2 separate regions of the Sus scrofa genome follow, and region 1 is linked to region 2. A link is a contact called in public HiChIP or PLAC-seq data. All regions are on one chromosome and are shown on one strand. The core of a region is the stretch at or near the end of the contact, and the rest is flanking DNA. Distances in the headings are between cores, read along the strand shown. Region 1 overlaps STUM (protein stum homolog). Region 2 holds the start of STUM (protein stum homolog).

What was found. HiChIP or PLAC-seq counts read pairs in DNA pulled down with a chosen protein or histone mark.
Region 1: a contact with region 2 is called in an H3K27ac HiChIP or PLAC-seq map of skeletal muscle. The contact joins the enhancer-like site here to the promoter of STUM in region 2. A contact is called at or near these places in 5 of 47 Hi-C or Micro-C datasets (embryonic fibroblasts, epiblast stem cells, fetal heart ventricle and 2 more) and 1 of 2 datasets of contacts at active chromatin or transcription factors (skeletal muscle).

Annotation. Positions count from the first base shown.
Region 1 is chr10:14,329,053-14,335,485 of Sscrofa11.1, reverse strand. All of the region lies in intron 1 of STUM (protein stum homolog), which reads right to left. Among named protein-coding and RNA genes, the nearest start is that of STUM, 37 kb to the right of the region's middle. Within about 2 kb of position 2,610, at least 9 of the 83 cell types and tissues checked have an H3K27ac peak or open chromatin away from gene starts, as enhancers often do. A contact at or near this core is called in skeletal muscle, where this site is marked.
Region 2 is chr10:14,290,426-14,296,947 of Sscrofa11.1, reverse strand. It overlaps STUM (protein stum homolog), which reads right to left and starts at 1,989. Exons shown (of 4, transcript XM_003357643.4): 1 at 1,528-1,989. The coding sequence starts at 1,726.

The DNA.
Region 1 (6,433 bases), core at 1,361-3,860, 38 kb before region 2:
AACTCTCAGATGCATACAAAAAATATAAGCACATATAAGAATATGTATATATATCACCTGCAGTTGTGTTGATGTGCATACATTAATCATTAATTAGTCATTAGTTGGGGTAAAGAATTTCATTAATTAGGAAACAATGGTGATAGGTCCCTTCTGCCATATAGGGTAACACAGGCCATAGAAGGTAAGGATGAAGTGAATGGATTTGTAATATAAAAACACTGTTTTGATCTATCAATGGGACATTTAAAAAATGATTTTAGCACAGTTAATTATTTTAAGTGAATCTTAACTGCTAAAGAACAAGCCCTCCCCAACTGCAACGGGTTAGTTCTTAGTCCATAAGCACCAGCCAGGCAGCAGTGCCGGCTCGGGAATGGAGTGCGGGCATGTGGGGGGGCTTGCCTGGTCCCATCCGGGACCTCACACTCTGCTGGGGACGCTGAGTCCCAAAAGGAACAGTGTTGAACCCTGTTTGGTTTAGCAGCAAAGGCTTGGAGAAGAGAACTCTGTGGGAGGAGAGGTCTGGCAAGCTGGTGGAAGTAATCACGGAGGGGCAGGGGGAGAGCCCCCCAAAACAATCCAGCATGCTCATCCTTCCGGAAGCTGAGGGCGGCGGGGGCTCTGAGGGTGTGTGCATGGCAGGGATGAAAACCAGGGCTGCAGGACAGGGGTCAGACTGGACGGGATCTGAGGGCCTTGCTGCAGCAAGGGCAGCCTCTGGGAAGGGTCTGGATGGGGAATCACACATCAGGTTTGTGACCCCCAAGGCAGGGGCAGGGCAGGGGTGAGGCAGAGGCTTGGAGCGGAGAGGAGGTGAGGGGGGCAGGGAGACAGGGCAGGGGGGACTGGGAGGAGAAGGGAGGACCCCCAGGAGGAGGGAGTGGCCTGAGATTGGGGGACATGTTGCAGGTTGGGGCAGGATGAAGGGGGCACGGACGGGTCTGGGTGTCTGGTTTTCCACAGGGTGGAGCCAAGAAGCAGGTGGGGAACCCTGGGCCCAGAGCCACACCCTAGATGGGGCCTTGGGAGGGTGGGCTGCAGGAAACAGAAGTCACCCAAGTGAATGAGGTCACCCAGGAGGGCGTGGAATTCAGGGAAAGATCCAGGAAAGACTCATCTTTCCTGGGGGACCTATCATGGCCACAAAGGGGACAGAGGGGGACCAAACAGAGAGGTGAGGGAGGGTGTCCCAGAAACAGGGGCGCCTCAGGGAAGAGAAGGTGCTGGATAGGATCACGTGCCGCAGAGACAGTGAGGGGACGCAGTCTGGGTGGCCTCAGTGGGAGTCTGAGGGGATGGCGGGGAGACAGCAGGATGTCAGAGGTTCAGAGAGAATGCGGTGAGGATTCCAGAACATGCTCTACGAGCCCTTTCTCTAAAGTACACAAGAGAAAGTGCAGCTTGTCTGTCTGCTGAGGAGAAGCCACGGGGGACGGGATGGGAGAGGATGAGGACATAACCAGACAAGGGCTAAGTGGGTGGAAAGGTTCTCGACAAGGTGAGAAGTGGTGGGTGGGGTACCCACAGCAGATCTCCCGAACTGGTTTGCACGTGAGAATACTCAAGCTGAAGTTTATAAAAATGCAGGTTGCAGGTCCCCACTTCCAGACCCCCAAAGGCACAGGAATGGGTCCAGGGATTGGATTGCTCGTTTCAAAAGATGAAAGAGGAATTCCCACTGTGGCACGATGGGATCAGAGGCATATTGGGAGCACTGGGACACAGGTTCAATCCCTGGCCCCAAACAATGGGTTAAGGAACCGGCGTTACCACACCTGCGGCTTCGGTTGTGACTGCAGCTCATATCTGATCCCTGGCCTAGGAGGTCCATACAGGGGAAGCAAAGAAAAGAAAAAAAATTAAAAAGATAAAAGCAACATTGCCCCCGTTGATTCTAACACACAACCAGGTTTGAGAATTGCTCTTGGAGCAGTGGAGGGATTGGCACGGCAGACACAGAATCAGAAAACCACACCGCCTGGCAGGAGATTAGTCCACGATCCTGGCCTTTCACTCTGTCCCACAGCGACCGCCACATGCCTGGGCGCTGAGTCAGGGAGCAGAGGCGGGTGGACAGGGCCCAGCCATAATATTTCTGAGGATGCCCAGGCCTTGCCAACGCTAATGGGCACAGCGGAAAATGACGGTAATGAACTGAACTGTCAACCACCAAAATCAGTGTTGTAAGGACAGCTGGAACTCAGGCACAGACATGCACTCTGCCGGGTCCCGAGGGAGGCGGCCAGGCGGGAGATGCTTAGGAGACCCCACCCCCACCCCACCAGACTCACAGCAAAGACACCAGAGCGCTTTGCAGCCACAGTCCCCTCTGGCCACCATCGCTCTGAGGTCACTGGCTTCCCCAAGGAGCTCAGGTCTCAGGCTCCAGACACAGGCAGCAGGGAGGACACGTCTGTCCTGGATGTCCCAAAGGGTCCTGGGGGAGGGCTCCCCAGCCTGGCTCCCACCGCCCCCCCATCCTGCTTCGGTCAGGCGCTGGAAGAGAAGCAGCGCAGAAGTGGGCTGGCGTGGGCACCGCCAGGAGAGGGGGCAGCTCTGCCTCCAAAGGATGGAGCCTGGGGGCTGAAATCGTCCTTCACAAGTCCCTGTCAGGTTCAGCTTTTTGCATGACTCACGTGGGAGCAGTGAAAGGCACTGGACTGGAGGGGGCAGGTCTCAAGGCCTCGTGGAACTCGGGGAGAAGGGCTGCTCCCCTGGGACCGAGGAGAGTAAGTCCAGCTGGACCCCGGGGTCACCTGCACCTGGCTCTGTGGTCATTAAGATGTGCCGCTCATCAGCGCCTGAGACCTCCACCTGGACGCCCTCCATCACTCCTCAGGGAGGGTTGGTTGAGCACAGCTCTTTTACCAGCACAACCTTGAACGTGAGCTTTAGGGGGACAGGAAGGACACAGCCGATCTGGAAGGACAAGCCACACCCTATGAAACAGGTCCCAGTGCTGACTGTGTCCAGTCCGGAGCCAGAATGAGACAAACGGGAGATCACATTCAGGGTCACACTCAACCTAATGGAATTTCACGTCTCCAACCTTGAGGGGCCATAAGAAGCAATGGAGCTTGGGCTAAAAATACACCTTCCTGGGCTATACCACCCTGAGATACTAAGTCAGCAGGCCTGGTCATCCTCGCTTTATCATTGTGCACTCATTTCAACTGGAAAGGGAAAAGGGAAGGACAATGAAGTGACTACCAATTCACAAATGATCCTGGATAAAAGCCCTAGGAAAACAGAACGAGAATAATTTAAAAGCCCACAGGGAGTTCCCGTCGTGGCGCAGTGGTTAACGAATCCGACTAGGAACCATGAGGTTGCGGGTTCGGTCCCTGCCCTTGCTCAGTGGGTTAATGATCTGGCATTGCCGTGAGCTGTGGTGTAGGTTGCAGACGCGGCTTGGATCCTGCGTTGCTGTGCCTCTGGCGTAGGCCGGTGGCTACAGCTCCGATTAGACCCCTAGCCTGGGAACCTCCATATGCCACGGGAGCGGCCCAAGAAATAGCAACAACAATAACAACAACAACAAAAGACAAAAAAAAAAAAATAAAAAAAAAAAAAAAAAAAAAAAAGCCCACAGGAGAGTTCCCTCCGTGGCTCAGAGGAAACAAAACTGACTAGCATCCATGAGGATGCAGGTTCGATCCCTGGCCTCACTCGTGGGTTAAGGATCCGGCGTTGCCGTGAGCTGTGGTGTAGGTCGCAGATGCAGCTCGGATCTAGTGTTGCTGTGGCTGTGGTGTAGGCCAGCAGCTGTAGCTCCAATTCAATCCCTAGCCTGGGAACCTCCACATGCCGTGAATGCAGCCCTAAAAAGCTAATAAAAACAAAAAGCCCACAGAGTCTCTGTGCCCATGGCCTAAGTAAGCCAAGGTCAGTCTGAGAAGATAAGGCCTTGGTCCCAGAGCAGACTCCGTGCTCCTTCTCTCATCCTGGCTCCTTTGGCTCTGATTTCTTAACAGAGGGGGCAGGAAGGGGAGAGGATGCTGGATGCTGTGTTCACACATGCTGTGGAAAGGCACTGGCTGCTTGCTCAGCCTGATAACCCTGGAGCAGAGTCAGAGGAGGCCGTGCTGGACAGGCTAGGAGGGCAGGCCCTGACCATCACAAGTGGCCGAGAGTGCGTCTCAGAGAGTGAAGGGAATCACTGTGAGACAAAGGACAGTCAGCTCAGGGTTCAAGGCCATTGGAGGTCTGTGTCCTCAACCAGAAAGTGTTCTGTATACCCAACACCGTGCTTGTCATGTCCTGGCCAGCAAAGAACTTGCAGAGATTAAACTGTCAAACCAAGACAGAACAAGGCCAGATACAACACGGACCATCCCAGGATTTGCAGTATCCTGACCACCTTCAACATTCTTCAAAACGAATCTATTGTCAGCTAACTGCATTCCTCAAGAACACAACAAAAAGGCCACCTACTGAATGGGAGAAGATATTTGCAAATGATATCTCCCACAAGGGGTTAATATCCAAAATATACAAAGAATGCACACAATTCAACATCCAAAAGACCCAAAATAAAACACACACAAACAACCCAACCCAATTTAAAGCTGGACAGAACTGGGAGTTCCCGTCATGGCTCAGCAGTGACAAACCCAACCAATATCCATGAGGACACAGGTTCGATCGCTGGCCTCGCTCAGTGGGTTAAAGATCTGGCGTTGCTATGAGCTCTGGTGTAGGTTGCAGATGCTGTGGCTGTGGCATGGGGTGACAGCTGCAGCTCTAATTCGACCCCTAGCCTAGGAACTTCCATGTGCTGTGGGAGCAGCCCTAAAAAAGCTTTTTAAAAAGAGTAATAAAATTGGACAGAACTGAATAGACATTTTTCCAAAAAAGACATACAGATGGCCAAAAGGCACATGAAAAGATGCTCAACATCATTAATCATCAGGGAAATACAAATCAAAACCACAATGAGATATCAGCTCACATCTGTCAAAATGGCTATCACCAAAAAGACAAGAAATAGCAAGTGTTGACGAGGATGTGGAGAAAAGGAAACCCTTGTGTACTGTTGGTAGGAATGTAAATTGGTGCAGCCACTGTGGAAAATATTATGCAGATTCCTCAAAAAATTAAAAAAAGAACTACCATTAAAAACAGATCCAGCCATTCCACTTCTGGGTATTTGTCTGAAAAAAAATGAAAATACTAATTTGAAAGATTTATTATATGTTCATTGCAGCATTATTTACAATAGCCAAGATATGAAAGAGACTCAAGTGTCCATGATAGACGAATGGATAAAGAAGTGGTGTGTACATACACAATGGAATATTACTTAGCCATTAAAAAGAATGAAATCTTGCCATTTGCAACAACATGGATAAACCTAAAGGGTATTATGAACAAATCAGACAGAGAAAGACAAATACTATATGATTTCACTTGCATGTGGAATCTAAAAAACAAAATAAAAGAGCAAACATAACAAAGCAGAAATAGTCATAAATACAGAGAACAAACTGGTGGTTGCCAGAGGGGGAGAAGGTGGGAGGAGGAGAGAAATAGGTGAGAGAAATTAAAAGGTACAAACTTTCACTGACAAAAGAAATGAGTCATGGGTACAAAATGTACAATGTGGGTAATATAGTCAATAATTACGTCATATCTTTGTAGGACGGCAGATGGTAACGACTTATCATGACCATTTTGAAATGTATAGAAATACCTCATTACTCTGTTGTGTAACAGGAACCAACATGGTGTTATAGGTCACTTGCACTTCAAAAACAAATAAACACGCTCCCAGAAAAGAGATCAGATTTGTAGTTACCAGAGACAAGAGGAAGGGAGAGCTGAATGAAGGCAGTCAAAAGGCACCAACGTCCAGCTATAAGATAAATAAGTACCAAAGCTGAAATGTACATGATCAATATAATTAACACTGCTCTATGTTACACAGAAAAGTTGTAAGAGAGTAAATCCTAAGTTCTTATCATAAGGAAAACTTTTTTTCTATTTCTTTAATTTTGTATCTATGTGAGATGACTCTTGCCATAACTACCTCATGATGTATGTAAGTCAAACCTTTATGCTGTACACCTTAAACCTATACAGTGCTGTATGGCAATTATAGCTCAATAAAACTGTAAGGGAAAGGGAGTTCCCTGGTGGTCTAGTGGTTAGGATTTTGGTGCTTGCACCACCACAGCCCAGATTTGATTCTGGTCTGGGAACTAAGATCTCACATGAAGCCACTGCACACTGCAGCTGGAAGGAAAATATAGTAAAAACAAAACAAAACATCAGAGTTTCCATTGTGGCTCAGCAGTAACGAAACCAACTAGTATCCTTAAGGACTTCAGTTTGATTCTGGTTAAGGATCCAGCATTGCCATGAGCTGTGGTGTAAGTCACAGATGTGGCTTGGATCTGGAGTTGCTGTGGCTGTGGTGTAGGCCAGAAGC
Region 2 (6,522 bases), core at 740-3,239:
AGAGAGAGAGAGAGAGACCATAAGCTGGCCATCTACCTCACCACTCTAAAAAAAGTCGGATGGAGATGTGTCCCTGCTCTTTATCTTCACATGCCTAGAGAGATGGACAGGCAGTGTCTTTTCACTCCAGCAGGTGGGAATTTCTGACACAACTGCATTAACAGCAGCTTGCCTCCTCACAGTGCCTAAAGGCGCAAAGAGAGCAGGCCTGATGACGTCAACTAGGCTGCTGAGGGCACCAACGAGGGGGAAGCCCAACTAGAGACCACCTAACTTCCTTCTCAGACAAATACGCTGCTCTGGCCACAGATGAGCGCCAAGGGGAAAGTGAACACGACCTGTAGTGGGTGCGTGTGACCTTTGATGTTAGCGTCGCAGAGGACCCTGCAAAGCTGGCTAAGCGCGGGCCGTGAGAAAGGCCAAAGTAAAACCGCTTCCAGCTGACCTCTGTTCCTGGGAACTTGGAGCCTATGCTAGCAACCAGCTCGAGCGCGGCGGCGAGCTCCCTCCTGGAGAGGGCCCAGAGGTGCCTGCCCCCTTCAGGTCTGGCATGGAATTGAGATTGGGGAGGGTGCCCTTGGCACGCAAGAACAGCGAGTGCCAAGCGCGCAGACAGAAATTTCGGAGCGGGGTTAGGAGACAGAGAGTTGAGAAAACTTCGCGTTGCCCCCTTTTCTGCACCTTTCGGCACTCCTATCTCGGTGATGAGCCTCTGCTTTAAAATTTGGGACACTGGTGCCATCAGGGACCCTCGTGCCATTAGGGACCCTGCGGGCAGCCAAAGTCCGACGTAATTACAGGCGCGCGCTCTCCACTTTCTCAGGAACGGAAGTGATGGGAGGGGGGTCATAGGGTCAACCACTTGGCCACGTGCGGTTCAAACCCACAGACGTCCAAGCTAATAAAATCACCCGGCTTCGCCTTGGGGCTGCAGGCGGAATCGCGGGTACTCGGGAAGGAGGCAGAGGAGGCTCTGGCTGAAGAGCTCTCGCCCCCACACGCCCCGCAGCGCGCGAATGCAGGCGGCGCTGCGGGCTGTCTCCTAACCTGGCTCGTCCCCCGCCCCCCACCCGGCTCCGCCTGACTTCTCCGCCAGGCGCGGCCCCAAGGCTCCTCCTGCTCAGACCCCGTGCCCCTGGGAGAAAGGAGCTCGTGGGAGGGTGCGCGCGGCGAAGGGAAGAAGCAGGATTTGGAGGCGCCTGGAGGGGAGCCTAGCTGGGGCTGAGGGAACCGTCTGGGCCGCCGCCCGCGGGCTCCAACATCCCCGGCAAAGTTTCTAGCTCTTCGGGGCTGAATCGCCTGGCTCCCAGGTCCGAGAAGGTGCAAGGCGCGTCAGGGAACCCTGCGCCGCGCCCCCCTCCCGGCACCCGCTCCACGCGACCCTGCCACCTGCCAGGGGGCGCTGGGAGCGCCGGCGCAGCTGCCGCCGCCGGTGGACGCCGCCCGAGGGTCCCTCCTCGACCCCTCCCCTGCTGTCCTCCCGCGCTAGGGCCCCGGGGCGCCGGGGTCGCGGCCACCGCGTCTTACCCAGTCCCGGCACAAAAGTGTTGAGGAAGAGACAGATGACGGCCACAGGAAAGGGCATGTAGGGGATGGCGGCGCGCAGGGGGCCCTTCTTCTCGCGGACCTGCACCACCACCCCGCTGGACGAGGACGCCCCCCGGTCCGCCGCCGCCACTGCCGCCGCTGCAGCCGCCGTCTCGGCGTCTTTGTGCGAAGGCTCCATGGCGAGGCGCGCTCCCCGGGAGCCGGGCTGCCGCGGCCGGGGCTGCCGCCCAGCGCACAGGGAGCGGGTAGCGGCCCGCTCCGGGCTCCGGGCTCCGGGCTCAGCGCCGAGCTCAGGAGGCCAGCGCGCTCCTCGTGCCGCGCGGCTTGTCCAGAACCCCGCACTCCCGCGTCCCCACGCGCCCGGCCCTCTGCCGCGCGCTCGGCTGCGCTCCCACACCCCCGGCAGAGGGGCGGGGAGGGCGGCGCGACACTCGGTGACAGCGCTCTGACGCCCCTCCCCTCCGGGCCCCTTCCCCGCCCTCCTCACCGCTCCCCACCACCCTCCCGCCCCAATACCACTTACTAATCAGAGCGGAGGGAAGAAAGTAGAAGAGAAAAGCAGAGGGAGCCAGTTGTCCAGCTATTGGGAGGCATGGACACACCTCTCCATCCCCAGACAGGTGAACCCGGGCGGGAACCCCCGCCAAGCACACCGCGAATCGGGCGTGTGCGCTCCTCTGGCACGTTGGGAAAAGGCTTCGAGGTTGAATCCTTTCTTCTGGAGGATGCATTTAAAACTAGGGCGATGAAGGCCAAGAAAGCGAGCCTAGTGTGCCTTAAATTCATTCCAATTTACATAGATTTGTTTTAAGTCACAGAGAAAACGCTCTTTTAGAATGGATAAGAGAAAGCAGGAGACACAGCTGTTCAAACAGGTCTCCGCGAGGCTAGTTAAAACGGGACCCTCCCTAAAACACATACATGCAGACGCGAAAAGCTGCAAGAAACGAGCCTGTTGCTCAGAAGGGAGGATTTGGGCCATCCCTTGAACAGTTTTAGGGGAAACCTGGGGCTTTTGTGAGCTGGACGTGATGGTTAAAAAGCCAGCGAAGACACAGCGCCGTCTGGTGTTTTGCTAATGCAGCAGTTGGTAGAAGCAGAAGGATTTGGTCAGGTCCAAGCCTGCAGGAGGAGGCCCCATATTTAATAAGATTTTCCAAATAATTCTGCCCTCATCGCCACACCTGGAAAAATGAACGGATGAAAGCAACCGCCTCTTACCTTAGGGAGGGATTCAAGGCATCAGAATTATCCAGATAGTCAGCAGATCGTCGGATTGGACAGATGCAAATCCACTTCCTTCCCAGTCGCTCTTTTTCTCCAGGAACAATGGTGATTAAATCATCCCAAAACATTCCAGGAACTTCTGAGGAAGGATGCTGAAAGACCATGCATTCTTTTATGGGTATCTGAATAAACTAATTTTAGAAGCAGATGGTCAGCAGGTGTTAGTGGTGATGCTGGTGAGCCCGCACACACACTACCAGCTTAGGTCTGGCAGTCAGAAGTGAACAAGACTGAAAGTTTTAGTCTTTCCTCGGCCACTAATTACCCGTATGACTTAGAAGACTCATTTAGCCTCTCAGGGGCTTGAATTACTGTGATTGGAAAGTCAAAGCAAGATTCTATTTAATACGTATTTATGGGAGACCTAATAGGGCTTAGATTCTGGGGAGAGAGAAAGGAATAAAACCCAGCCCCTGGCTTCAAGGGCTTAATAGATGAACTGACACTAACCCCCAGGATGATAGAATTACAGGCGGTGACAAATGCTGTCGTGCAGTAAGCTGAAGGTACTGAGAAAACAAGGACCCATCTGTGAAACCAGCTAGAGAGGGGAGGCGTCAGGTGTCACTGTCCCCAAAGAAGGAGATGGGAATGAGATGAGCGATGACCAGAGCTAACTACTCACAGGAGATTTATTTTATTTTAAACAAACACATTTCTCTGAGCACTCTATGAGGCACGAAGCACTTTACACATTTTTGCTTATTTAATCCTCCCCATAGTCTATGAAGTAAGGATTATTTATATCCTCATTTTACCTACCAATGGGGAAATTGGAGCACAGAGAGGTTAAGTAAACATCCTTTGAACATTCTTTCAAACATCTGGGGGCCACTAAAAGTATTTCAGGGAAGAAATTGGATTTATATCCTCCCATTTTCTAGATGAGTTGCTTAATATCTGGTTGTCAGAAAGACATCTAGGTATGGGAGTTCCTGTTGTGGCTCAGCAAGTTATGAGTTCAACTAGTATCCATGAGGATGCGGGTTTGATCCCTGCCCCACTCAGTGGAGTAAGTACCCGGTGTTGCCCTGAGCTGTGGTGTAGGTCACAGACAAGGTTTGGATCCTGCGTTGCTGTGGCTGTGGTGTAGGCCTGCAGCTGCAGCTCTGATGTGACCCCTAGCCTGGGAACCACCATGGATGAGGCCCTAAAAAGAAAAAAAAATCTCTCTCAAATCAGACACAGACACTGTCAGGGAAACAAATCAAAGGTTGATTACATCAACCAAATAACACATCTAGGCCAGGCATTGGGTCATAAACATAAAATCTGTTTTATTGACCTCGTTCTGTCACCTCAGCTTTGGACCTCTTTTTTAACTGAAACAATTTTTTGTTGTTTAAGTCAGCCTCCACACTGCACAAGGAATGCACATATCAACCTGAATGGCTCCTTTTGGCAAAGACTACATTGCAGCTTTGGCAGCAGAGAGACAGACTTTATTTGGAGTTCTGTGTCTTTGAACAATCTCTTACCCTCTCTGGGCCTCAGTCTCCAAACTGTAAATAATCCTTATCTCATTGTTCTGTGAGTCAGGATTAGGGGAGGAAAATATGTGCAAGACACTCAACAAATGGCAACCGAGTCAGGAGCCCTTTCATGCCAAGTGATAGAAAAACCCAACTCAATTTTTTTTTTCTTTTTTTGCCTTTTTAGAGCTGCACCCATGGCATGTGGAAGTTCCCAGGCTAGGAGTCAAATCAGAGCTACAGCTGCAGGCCTACACCACAGCCACAGCAACGCTGGATCCTTAACCACTGAGTGAGGCCAGAGATCAAACCCACATCCTCATGGATGTTAGTTGGGTTTGTTAACCACTGAGCCACAACGGGAACTCCCGTCCGGGAAATCAAATTTAGCTTATGGAGGGTAAAAAGGAATGTATGTTGATAATAAATTCAGCTTCAGCTCACATCTCCACTCCTACCCAACTGTGTGATCTTGATCAGAGCAAGTCAGCCCTCTGCGCCTCCATTTATCCATCTGTTGAATCGGCATTTTCATGCCCACCCTTCTCGCTCTTAAAGACCAGTGTGTGGACCTAGAGCATAAATTAGAACAGTAGCAGTACTGTGGGTCTTTGGATCAGGTGGGTCATCTCCCTGCTCCCTCTGTGGATGAAATTTCCCCTTCCTTCCCGAAGTGACATTTGCCCATCTGCCTCCTTCCCCGAAGGCATAATGCGTAATGTTTGCAGAGGGACATGATGAAATAGAAGGGATGTTTATAAGGCCAAGGTCAAACAGAGAAGTGAAGGCCTGGGCCCCCACTCACCCATCTTCCGGTGCTGGTACCAGGGTGCTCGCACCCGCACTCACGGTGGGTGACTGATCTACAGGGTAAGCCTGGCAGCAACCTTGGCTGTGGAGGCATAATCAGGCCAGGATGTCTAGATTTGGACACTAGCTATTTACAGAAATACTTGGAAAGGGAGTTCCCGCCATGGTTCAGAAGAAATGAACCTGACTAGTAACCAAGAGAACTCAGGTTCGATAACTGCCTCACTCAGTGGGTTAAGGATCTGGCGTTTTCATGAGCTGTGATGTAGTTTGCAGATGAGGCTCAGATCTGGTGTTACTTGTGGCTGTGGTGTAGGCTGGCCGCTGCAGCTCCAATTGAACCCCCAGGCTGGGAACTTCCATATGCCGTGGGTGTGGCCCTAAAAAGCAAAAAAATAAAATAAAATAAATAAAAAATTAAAACATCTTGGAAAACAGCACTTTGCGGTATTACTCTTATTTCAATTGCGCCTTCTTTAGCTTCTGTGCTTACCATTCATTCTACCTCAAGGACCTGCCAGTGATGGGCCATGGGCCAAGTGGCCTCCAATTATTGTATAGCATGTGACCTAAGAACAATTTTTCCTTTTTTTTTTTTTTTGTCTTTTTAGGGCCACACCTGCAGCATGTGGAGGTTCCCAGGCTAGGGGTCGAATCAGAGCTACAGCTGCCAGCCTTCACCACAGCCACAGAAATTAGGGATCCAAGCCATGTCAGCGACCTACACCACAGCTCATGGCAACGCCGGATCCTTAACCCAATGAGGGAGGCCAGGGATCAAACCTGTGTCCTCGTGGATACTAGTCAGATTTGTTTCTGCTAAGCCATGACAGGAACACCAATTCTTACATTTTTAAATGGTTTTTAAAAATTAAAAACAGTTTTTTGATGTATTAGAATTACATAGAATTCAAAGGTCAGTGTCCACAAATAAAGTTTTAATCGGTCCACAAAAAAAAGAAAGAAAATTGAGTTCCATATACCAAATGTGCCAATTTAAATTAAAATGTTAATTAAAACAATAGCAACAATTGTAAAGACAATGGCAAATTCTGTTCTTTTAAAAATGAACCGTGTTGGTACCGTAACTTTGAAAAATGAGATTCCATTTGCTGATATACAAAACTATTAAAGTTGAACGAAACATCCGAAAAAAAAAAAAAAAAGAATACAACATAGTGTCCATGAGGATACGGGTTCAATCCCTGGCCTCACTCAGTGGGTCAAGGATCTGGTGTTTTCATGAGCTGCTATGTAGGTTGCAGATGCAGTTCAGATCTGTTGTTGCTGTGGCTGTGGGGTAGGCCTGCAGCTGCAGCTCTGATTCAGACCCTGGCGGGGGAACTTCCATATGCTGCACCTGCAGCCCTAAAAAGGAAAGAAGAAAAAAAATTTTGGAAACCTA